Regions from separate parts of the Sus scrofa genome. Here region 2 is linked to region 1. Evidence: chromatin contacts called from public promoter capture Hi-C data. All regions are on one chromosome and are shown on one strand. The core of a region is the stretch at or near the end of the contact, and the rest is flanking DNA. Distances in the headings are between cores, read along the strand shown. Region 1 holds the start of INTU (protein inturned). Region 2 holds the start of FAT4 (protocadherin Fat 4).

The links. Promoter capture Hi-C pulls out the DNA fragments that hold promoters and counts their contacts.
Region 2: a promoter capture Hi-C map of fetal skeletal muscle shows a contact between it and region 1, with 14 times the contacts expected there. The contact joins the promoter of FAT4 here to the promoter of INTU in region 1. A contact is called at or near these places in 1 of 5 promoter capture datasets (fetal skeletal muscle) and 1 of 2 datasets of contacts at active chromatin or transcription factors (skeletal muscle).

The regions. Positions count from the first base shown.
Region 1 is chr8:97,202,261-97,207,768 of Sscrofa11.1, forward strand. INTU (protein inturned) reads right to left here and starts at 2,399. Exons shown (of 17, transcript XM_005666876.3): 1 at 2,179-2,399. The coding sequence starts at 2,312.
Region 2 is chr8:99,309,524-99,315,031 of Sscrofa11.1, forward strand. It overlaps FAT4 (protocadherin Fat 4), which reads right to left and starts at 2,608. Exons shown (of 22, transcript XM_021101611.1): 1 at 1-2,608. The coding sequence starts at 996. It overlaps LOC106504728 (a long non-coding RNA gene), which reads left to right. Exons shown (of 4, transcript XR_002346807.1): 1 at 1-31.

The sequences.
Region 1 (5,508 bases), core at 1,149-3,648:
CTTTTTAAGGCTGTACCTGTGGCACATGTAAATTCCTGGGCTAGGTGCTGAATCAGAGCTGCAGCTGCTGGCCTACACCACAGTCACAGCAACAACAGATCTGAGTCCACATCTGTGCCCTACACCACAGCTTGCTGCAACTCAAGATCCTTAAGAGCGAGGCCAGGGATGGAACCTGCATCCTCACTGACACTATATATGGTTCTTAACCTGTTGAGCCACAACAGGAACTCCTAATGACCATTTTGTAAAAAACTAAAATATAATACATATATTCATGTATTCTTTTTTTTTTTTTTTTCTTTTAGGGCCACGCCTGCAGAATATGGAGGTTCCCAGTCCAGGGGTAGAATTGGAGCTGTAGCTGCCAGCCTACAACACAGCCACAGCAACACCAGATCCGAGCTGTGTCCGCAACCTATACCACCACTCATGACAATATCAGATCCTTAACCCACTGCGCGAGGCCAGGGATCAAACCTGCGTCCTCATAGATAGTAGTCAGATTTGTTTCTGCTGAGCTACGATGGGAACTCCACATACATGTATTCTGAATCACAAAATGCTTTGAAATAAGTTTTGTAACACAAGGTCCTCAGCTTGCTCATTTATCTTCATTCACCAAAATCAGCACATCCCATTTAAAACCTAGTCTCTTAAATTCCTACACTGACAACACTCAATTTTGTGACTGTGAGGTAATTACAGATTCTCTTTGGGCTAAAAATGTGTGATTATAAGATGTAGAGAAACCAAGAGTTTGAGTCTCACACTGTCTATGACTCCCATAGCAAGAACAAACAAGGTTTCATATAATCCACACTTCCAACATCCTTGCTTGATAACCATGAATTTTGCCATTATTTTTTAAATGACTACAGTAGAAGGATATTTCATATCCTTAAATTTGTTCAAGTCTTCCACAATACAATCTGTCCTCATTAAGTCTTGAGAGTAGGAGTTCCTATCGTGGCAGAGCAGAAATGAATCCAACTAGGAACCATGAGGTTTCGGGTTCAATCCCTGGCCTCACTCAGAGGGTTAAGGATCCCACTTGCAGTGAGCTGTGGTGTAGATTGCAGACTCGGCTCCGATCCTGCTATGTCTGTTGCCTAAGCTGGCAGCTGTAGCTCCGATTAGACTCCTAGCCTAGGAACCTCCATATGCTGCCGGTGTGACCCTAAAAAGCAAAAAAAAAAAAAAAAAAGCCTTGTGAGTATATTTAAGCAACCATTAATGATGGTTTTCCCTCCATGCTTTTAAAGATGATAAAAATGTTTTGCATACCTATGTGTGAAAATAACCGCCAAATAACTAATATACTTCTAAATACACATTAAATAACTGTAACTGTTATTCCTAAATATACAAAAAATGCCATCCTAAAAATGACTATATATGGCAGTCATTGATATTTTGACTAAAGAACTTTTTCACTGCTAGCCATTTTTAAGCAACCACTACCATTACTTTGACTTTTTCAAAAGTTCTTAATCCATAGCAGTAAGGGATAAATGCCTTCGAAACTGCAACAGCATTGGGTACTGTGAATAAAAATAACTTTTTCATTGTTTTAAGTAGAAAATAACAGATGTTCTGAATTTAAAAATTACACATGACATAAAATATAAAACAAAATTATGAGGATGTATAGGAAAATATAGCAGAAATATACACTGCTGGGAGAGTTTGTCCTTGATGGTGAGACTAGGGTGCATTTTCTTTCATTTACATATCTATTAATTTTCATAACAGTGAAAAAATCTACATAATTTAAATAGCAGACTTCTAAAAAGTGGAGTGTCCCTTCACTCTAAATACTAATGAGGTTAAAGTCACAAAGATCGTGACACCAAAGAAGCAAGAAGACACTGCGACAGAATAGAATTTATAAACACTCTAACAGGTACACTCATATAATACAGAACCCACTACAAAGAGAGCCTCAACCTCTGAGAGTCACAAAAACCTACAGTAACAAAGAATGGTACAGTCATTTCGGCACACTTTATCACACGACTGAAAGGTGGTGCAAATAAACCCCATTTGAAAAACAAAACAAAACCTCAAACACTCACTCTCTACCACGCCAACACTCGTCAAGTCTTCCCCCCAGCCCACGTGTACAATCTCCGGACAGAAGGGATGGATTTAATTGTCCCTCTCCAAGAACCTTACTTATAATCGGAACTCGTAGAGGAGTAAGATTCCGAGTCGCTGACCCGATCTTCAGAATCACAATCCTCATCTTTTTGTGAAGGGGGTTCTGCAGGGAGCTCCTCCGGGCTCTGACGCGAACCGCACAACGCCATCACCAGGCACACAGCAGTTAACAAATGCGTTAAGTTCAGACCTCACAGCCATAGCTCACCGGGGCAGCCATGTTGCCTCCGCTGGGGAAGGGCGGAGGCCACGTGATTACCAATCCTCAGCTGCAATTGGTAACAGCTCAGGTTGCCAGGGAGACGGCGAAGCTTCTCAGAGAGAAGCAAAAGACTGAAAGGAGCCAAAGAACTGAAATTTCTAGGAGGGAGTCTGAGAGGAATAGAAGCTAAAGCTTAAGCGCTTACGCTCTCCTAAACAGACTCCTTTAGAGCAGCCTAACGTATTAAAACAGGCGAAGGCCCACCGGTATTTTTTCTTTTTCTTGCAGTTTGCTCTTTGTTTCTACGCCAAACAGCTATCCAAAACCTTTGAGGCTCTCTGCCTGGGTTTTTTTTCTGAGGTAAACTCCATCCCCTCAAGGAAAGGACGCTTTTAAGCAATGTCTTCAAGGTCTAGATATGTTTCCTTGGTTTTCACAGTTCTACCAAGCAGATATTGTAGAAAGGAGCTTCAAATTGGTGCCAATAATGTGAAAAAACTGCGTGTTCATTTTCTAACTCAAAATTTTATAATTTAAGTTTTCTCATCTTTGAAGTTGGAAGTGTAAACAGATAAATTTTTCTTGTCATTTGCAAATACCTACATCAAAAATATAAATACATGTATGTATATATGTGTGTGTGTATGTGTGTGTGTATATATATATATATATTTAACTTTTTTAAGGGCCACACCCACGGCATATCGAAGTTCCCCCAGGCTAGAGGTGGAATGAGAGCTGCAGCCACCGGCCTACACCATAGAAACACCAACACCAGATCCAAGCTGCATCTGTGACCTACACCGCAGCTTGCACCATATAGGATCTTCAACCCACCGCATGAGGCCAGGGATCAAACCTGCATCCTCATGGATACTATGTGGGGTTCTTAACCCCCTGAACCACAACAGGAACTCCCCAAATATTTTTTGTAAGTAGAAAATAAAGCATTTACTGAGATTCAGCCATTGCCTTCATTACTTGTTCTATTCACATGTGTATGAATATATATATATATCACTATACTAAAATAAGGAAATTGAAGCTTAGAGAGGTAATCTTGTTAATGGTCACATGGCTAACAGGCAACAAAGTCACCCAAGAACTGAAGTCATTCACCCCTAGATTATATTTCCTTCTCAGAACTCAGTATTTCAATTAGAGATCTATTATAAGAAAAATAAAGGATGAAAATAAAATTTATAAAATGTGTACAACTGAAAAGCTGAAAACAAAATGTTTAACAATAGGAAAGTTAAATACACCTCTCTCTATAAAATATGATTAATATTATGTTAATAGAAATGTTTTCGAAGAGAAATGCATGGGGAAATGTTCCAATTATAGCAGGTTAAAAAAAGGATACAATATTATTTTATGATCTCAATAGATAGGTGATGGGGTTTCAGCTTAAGCTACATGGGGGGATGGTAGAGACTGAAAGGTGAATGGGCAATTTATAACACAGTGTACTATGATAAGTACAGAGTTCTAATGAAATACCCAAAGGAAAACAAACTAGGGCATGTAGGGCCACAGCAAATTTCTTAGAGGAAGGCTTATCTTGTTATTACATGATATTATGTTCCAAACAGAGGAAAATATTGGGAGATGAGTCGTCCCATGGCCCAGAGTGATATATGCATGGATAACTCAAAAGAACCTGAGCAGTAGCAGTCAAATATATAAACTGTCAAGCTACAATTTAGTTTCATTTGTCACATTAAACTACGTACATTTGAATATTCTAAGTTTTATGGTTTTATTTATATTTATAAATTTGCTTTTTTATCATTGTAAACTATTGAATTTATTTTGTAGTTTATTTTTTAAATCTTATTGAAGAGCTATAAAGCACAAACCTCATCCCTGCTTCTTTAAAATTATAATTTAGAGAGTTCCCATCATGGCTCAGTGGTTAACGAATGTGACTACTATCAATTAGGATGTGGGTTCGATCCTTGGCCTTGTTCAGTGGGTTAAGGATCTGGCATTGCTACAATCTATGGTGTAGGTCACAGATGGGGCTCTGATTGCTGTGGCTGTGGCAGAGCCCGGCATCTGCAGCTCTGATTAGACCCCTGGCCTAGAAACTTCCACATGCCTCAGAAGAGGCTATAAAAAGAAAAAAGAGGAAGAAGAATAAAAATTAAAAGTTAGTCAGCCCTGGGAACCTACAAAAGTCTTTCCTGTAAAGAGAGGTCCAAATACCATTCAAATTGGAGGACAGAGGACTATTTCATAAAGGGATAATGGGAAAGGAGTTTTCTGAGGTAGAAGGAGGGGATGGTACCCAAGGAACAGATGGAGGAATAGGACCTTGCTCAACACCTCATCCCTAAAGCTGGTACCCAAAGGAGGATGCAGGTGTGGCTGCTGACATGCCAACTTCAGTTAGGAAGCTGAGGCAGCCTCCATGTGAGGATGTTTATTTTCTGTAGTAAGTAGAAGGCAACCTTGCCAACTAAAAGTGATGGAGCAAGTAAATAGGGTCAGAAGTCTGAAGAGAATAGAGCCAGGAAGGAAGAAAAACAAATATTTTCATCAGTATTGGGATCCAAAAAATGTATTACTTCTAAAATCAGAGAAACAATATTATTTTAAAAGGTGGAATCACTATAATAGTTATATTACGTTTCATGTTTAAAATACATGGAGGAGTTTCCATCGTGGTGCAGTGGAAATGAATCCGACTAGGAACCATGAAGTTTCCAGTTTGATCCCTGGCCTCGCTCAGTGGGTTAAGGATCCTGAGTTGCCACGAGCTGTGGTGTAGGTCAGAGACTCGGCTCCAATCTGGTGTTGCTGTGGCTCTGGTACAGGCTAGTGGCAACAGCTTCAATTAGACCCCTAGCACCCATTAGACCCCTAGCCTGGGAACCTCCATATGCCACGGTGCAGCCCTAAAAAACAAAAACAACAACAAAAATGTATGTATTTATTCTCCTTACAATCACAAATGTTAAAAATAACCTAAAATTACAGCCTAAAACTAAAACTGCTTTAGGTAGCTCTCTAATAAAGTTACTCATTTTAAAAACACCTTTTTTAGGGCTGCACCTGTGGCATATGGAAATTCCCAGACTAGGGATCAAATCAGAGCTGCAGCTGCCAACCTATGCCACAGCCACAGTAACACAGGA
Region 2 (5,508 bases), core at 1,358-3,857, 2.1 Mb after region 1:
AGAAGGCACGCCTCGATCCATAGCCTGCACGGTAAGCGAGTACTGGCGCCGGGCCTCGTAGTCCAGGGGCTCCCGTACCGTGATAAGCCCCGTTTCCGGGTCCATTTGGAAAGGGGTCCCTTCGTCCTGCAGCCGATAGCGGATATCCGCGTTGGTGCCCTCGTCGGCGTCCGCCGCCGCCACCTGGAGGACGCTGGAGCCGACCGTCGCGTCCTCAGGCACCCCCGCCTGGTAGTGGGAACTGCCAAAAACCGGGGGGTTGTCATTTATATCCTGAACAGTCACGTTTACCTGAAGGTAGCCCCGCCGCTTCGGTTCGCCCTTGTCCTCCACTTCCACCAAAAGCTGGTACTGTGGCGTGACCTCACGGTCCAGCCCGCCCTTGGACACGAGATGCAGGAACGCACCCTCGCCACTTGGGTTGAGGGTGATATCCAGGCGGAAGCGACCTGCCTCGTTGCCCTGGATAATGCGGTAGGATCGGTGGTCCACACCATTGGAGCCAATGTCCGAGTCGGTGGCGGTATCCAAGATGACTTGCCGCCCGCTGCTACTGTCCTCCTTGAAAGTGACCACAATCGAGGGGTCCGGGAAGACAGGGGCGTTGTCATTGAGGTCCCGTACCAAGACTCGCACTTCGGTGGGGTAGGTGGGCGAGCTGGAAAGAACCACTAGGTTGATCACGTCGCTGGGTAGGCTCTCGCGGTCGATGGTGGCAGTGGTGTACAGGGCCCCGGTGCTACTGTTTATGGCAAACAGGGCGTGGCTTTCGCTGAGCCGGTAGGTGAAGCCAGGGCGCGTCTGGATGGTACCCACCAGCGTGCCAGGAGGTTGCTCCTCCAGCACCTGAAACACCTGGCGCTGCTCCGCCCCGCTGACCCGGGCCGACCCTGGGAGCAGTGACAGCAGCCAAAAGACGCGAAGGAGCTGAAATAATGATAAAGTGGGCAGCGGGAGCCACGGGCGGCCAGGAGCCCTGTCTGCTGCCAAGTCCATGTTCCTGGCTCCCTGGAACAGTGTGATATAGAGAAGGAAGAGGTGAGGCAAAAAAGTGATGACGATGACGGGGATTAAGTAGCCCCAGCAAACATGCAGCCGATGGCTTGGAGAGCTCTGCTATTTCAAAGAATCTCCTGCCCAACAGAAGCAAGTCGCATCAGCAAAAGGATCAAGGTAGCCATTTGGATGCTTAGTGCGAGAGAGATGCCTTGGGGGAAAGCGGCAGGCATTCCTCGGACACTCCTGTGCGTTGATGAGTTCCCAGAAAAGTTTCTCAAACCTTCTCTATTTTCCCCCTTCACTTTGTTTTCGAATCCGGGAGAGTCAGCGTTTTCGCCCAGGTGGATGTGAGTTGGGAGAGATTGAGGTTAATGAGGAATGAAGTTGCAAACAATTGTCCTCAGAAACTTTAGAACTTACCACAGCGAAGAAACTGAAGAGGGAAGGACAAACGTCCGTAGCGGTGTGTGGAAAGAACAATTGCTCACGGGGGAGGGGTCGATGAGGAGCCGGGAGATTCTCGAATTCCTTTCCCAAAATCTGGAGACGAGGGATTTCCTCGAATCCCCTCTCCTCAAGAACAAGGCTGCAACGCCCCTCCAACAGGGCTGCAGAAGTGGCCGCTGAGGCCCAGGCTTCGGGGTCTGAGCGCGGGCAGCTAGAAAACTGCCTTCCAAGCGCTCACAGCGGCGCTGGGGCTCCGGTATCCCGGAGCGCTCAGCTCTGTCCCTTCTCCTCCAGCCGGCGCCGCCGCCCCTGCTGCGGCTTCGAGCCCGTAGTCAGGCGCAGGCAAAATCCAGCGCTATTCGGCATTTTTAATTTTTTTTACCTCTGCCAGGACGCCTGCCGACCCATTATTTGTACATCCAAATCGAGCGCAGGTCCCTCTTTCTTCTCGGCCTCGCCAGGGTCGGACAGGAGCAGCGCTCTGTCCCCGAGTCCCCTCCCCTAACCATGCCAGGGGGATCCTTCTCCGGCGGCCCCAGTCAGAAGCCCTCTCTAGTGCGCCTCGCCCCTGACCTCGTGCCCTTTCCCTTTATTGTCCTGTGTCAGTTTCACTTTGTAATCCACAAGGCTTTTTGTTTGGGGCGGGGGTGGTGGTTGGTCCCCCTTTCTCCTTCACCCGTGGCTGTGTAGGCGGGGAAATCCGCTCTGGGCTGTGGCAGCGCCCGCAGCAGCTTCGGACGGCGGCTGTCAGCGCTCTCCCTCTTGCCTGCCCCGGCTGAAGCTAGTACCGCTGTGGAGCTGGAGCTCCTTGAGCCCCTCTCAACCTCCGGCTGGTCCCCCACACTCTCCCCGCCCCTTCCCCGCCGCACGCGCGCGCGCAGACACACACACGCACACACACACACACACACAGCGCGTCGCCGAAACACAAACAGAGGGGGAGGGAAGACCGCGAGCTAGAGCAAGACACAGAAACTTTGCTCGCCACTCATTGATCCCCGCACTTTAGTTCGCCGGACTCCCCCTAACTCCGGGTGCTGTCACCTACTGCCCCTCCCTCGCCCCATCCCCATTGGGCCGGAGCTAAAGCAGCCCCGCCTGGCACTCCTACCGCCAGCGCTCTCGGACTTTTTCGGCCTCCGACTGGCTTCTCCGGATGCTAATCACTCCAGCCTCCTGGAGGACTGTAGGCTGTCGGGTGTGGGAGATCTGCGAGTAGGAGGCGCTGGGAAGGGGGGTGATTTTTTCTTTTTCTTTTTTTTTTTTTTTTTTTTTTTTTTTTTTTTTTTTGGTCAAATCTTGGCCGGCGTTACAGCAATAACAGCAAAAGGCTGCCGCAGAATAGATGGGGGTGGGGTCAGGTTTGCAGATAAATAACTTTAGTGGCGGGGTCTGGGAGAAGACCGTTAGATTGTTATGCTAGTAATAACTCAGGGGTAAGGGGGTCGAGAGAAATAAAAGAAAGGCGGGGGGTGAGGGTCTGTTAGAGCGGGAGGAAGGATTAAGCAAAGCCTGTCTGGGAATGCAAAGCGCAGATTTGCTTTAACCGTTTCCTGCCCCTTCTCTTGCGATGGGAGAGGAGGGAGCTGCTCTACAATACAACCCGACAGAATCCAAACCAAATCTTCCTCATGCCTCCTCTGTCTACAGAGCGAGCTAACTGCAGCCCAGGTTGAGATCAACCCTGAACCTGTCCCCATTTGTCCCTCCCCCACTGTCAGGTGACTAGGACACCAAGGCCTAGGTACTGACTGCACTTTGGATTTCCTGTAGGAAAAGCCAAGGGAACTCTGTTTGTTTTGTTTCCCTTCCCAAATGGATCCCAGGTGCCAGTAGCCAAACCTTAGAGTTTCAACAATAACAATGGTAGCCCATTGGAAAGATGGAGATCTTTTCCTATTGCAAAGTTTGGAATTTTGATCTCTGTTGGAGTATTTCCTCCCAGACATTTTATAACCAATGGAATCCTGATGAAGTTTTGTTTCTTTTTGTTTTGTTTTTTTTGTTTGTTTTTTGTTTTTGTCTTGAGAAAGGGTATATATGAGAAAAATAGAAATGAATAGAGTGAAATATTAAAAATAGCCACTTGCCATGCAAGGCACTCAGATTAATTTCCCTGATATTTACTGAAGCTAATCTTTGTGGTACAATTCGGCTCTTCAAAGAAAGAAAAAAGTGACTAGAAATCAGGTATTATTTATCCTTTAAGGGAAACCATTTAGAAAATAAGAATTTAAGGCAAGTAATGTAAATATAGGGCGTGTGTTTTACTTTTCGCCACAATGACCCCTCCAAGTTTAAAACTTTTCTGATACCAGAGATGATTCAGCGATGAGTAAATACTGCCCTCTGCTGTTTTCCATCAATCTTACAGCTTTTTAGTTGTCCACTTTCTTGCTTAAAATTAAATGCAGAGACTAGAAGGATCTGGTTACAAGGATAATTCCTCCTTCTTGCCCAGGGATAGTAGCAAAGGTAGAAAAGGTCTTTAGGAGTCTCCTATTACCCTTCTTTCCTTACAGTAAAAAAAAATAATAATAATTAATTAAGCAATAGTGATAGGGCTAGAGTAGGCACAGGTGGTTATAGAAATCCTAATAGGGGATCATAGATAAAGAGGGAAACCTGGGAGATATTGGGAGCCCATTGTAAATTAAAGAAAACCATCAAAATAAGGCAGGCTTGCTTAACTAGTGGAGGTGCAAGCATTGCCTCAGGTCATTAGGTGGGGGAAAGGTTGAGGCCTGCATTCAGAGTCAGACCTAGGGCAAAAATGTAAAGATCACCTTCAGCTGATTTGAATACACCACCTTACCTGGTACCAAGGAAGAGCTACTACTCCCGGAAATGAAAAGGCAGGCCTTTCCAACCCCCACTCCCTTAGGATGATAAAACTGTGGCCCACCAGCTCCTCGAAGAGCTTCCTTGCCTGCCTGCTTGCATCTCTTACTAACATCCTATCCTAATAAATCTGCTTCTCACCTATCACTTTGTCTCTTGCTGAATTCCTTCTGTGTGGAGGCATAAAGAACCTGAGACTTGGTGAGTCCAAACGCAGGGTAAGTAACTCAAATTTAAAACTGTGGGTTTAAGTTCCAATCTGGCTTTAGGCTGGGTTTGAGTCCAGGCATGTGGGTTCAAGTCCCAATCTGTGTTCTGGCTAGGTTCAGACCGTTTAAGTGCTTGGTCAGTTTTAGTAGGCCAGACAGCAAATTCAAGTCCTCTGGTGCAGATGGCCTGTAACACAAAATTGGTGGGTGGAAACATGAATTCTAAAAATGCTGTCACCAATTCCTTTGTTTAGGTTAGGGCATTCACTTCTGCATTTTCCTCTACTATATATGTTGTTGTATTCCGAATATATGATGATTTGGAAACAGGCAAGAAAATTAGGTTTCACCATTTTTGTATTTTTAGAGCTTGAAAACTTGTGAAAGCATTGGAGGCTCTTAAAAGAGAGACATTTTAAAGCCTTTTCTCAAAACTCATATATCTGCCAATAAATCACAATCTTAATACATTATTTGGGTGTATTTTTAGCCCACAAAGATTTGTAGCTTAACTAAAGTGGAACCAACAGTTTTACAAGCAATGGCTATGATATGTGGTTTTAAGAGAATATTAGGATTTTCTTGCTTGTCTGTTGCTGTTGTTTACTAATGTACCACAGTTCAGTCCTTAAGGTAAGACAGTATAGAAGGAAAACATTTAGATACTTGTAGGCTATTGGGTACTTTTTTTTTTCTGTTTTATTGTTTGTTTGGAGAGCCTGTGAGATTATAGTCATACTTAGTCTAAATAGTATTAAATTCGTATTGAGTGCATTTAATTTGGGAAAACAGGTGAAAATCATTCATTCTGTGGAGTGAGAAGTATAATATATATTAATTTTTAAAAACAAGATACGACAAAGTATTGCAAAAAGTGTATATATTTGGTACATGAAATAACTTTTTGAACAGTTCTGCAAAAGGACTATCAAAATGATTTAGACAATGACATGGTTTTTTAAATAAATGAAAGCCTTCCATAATAACTACATTAAAGTAACACTTAAAAATA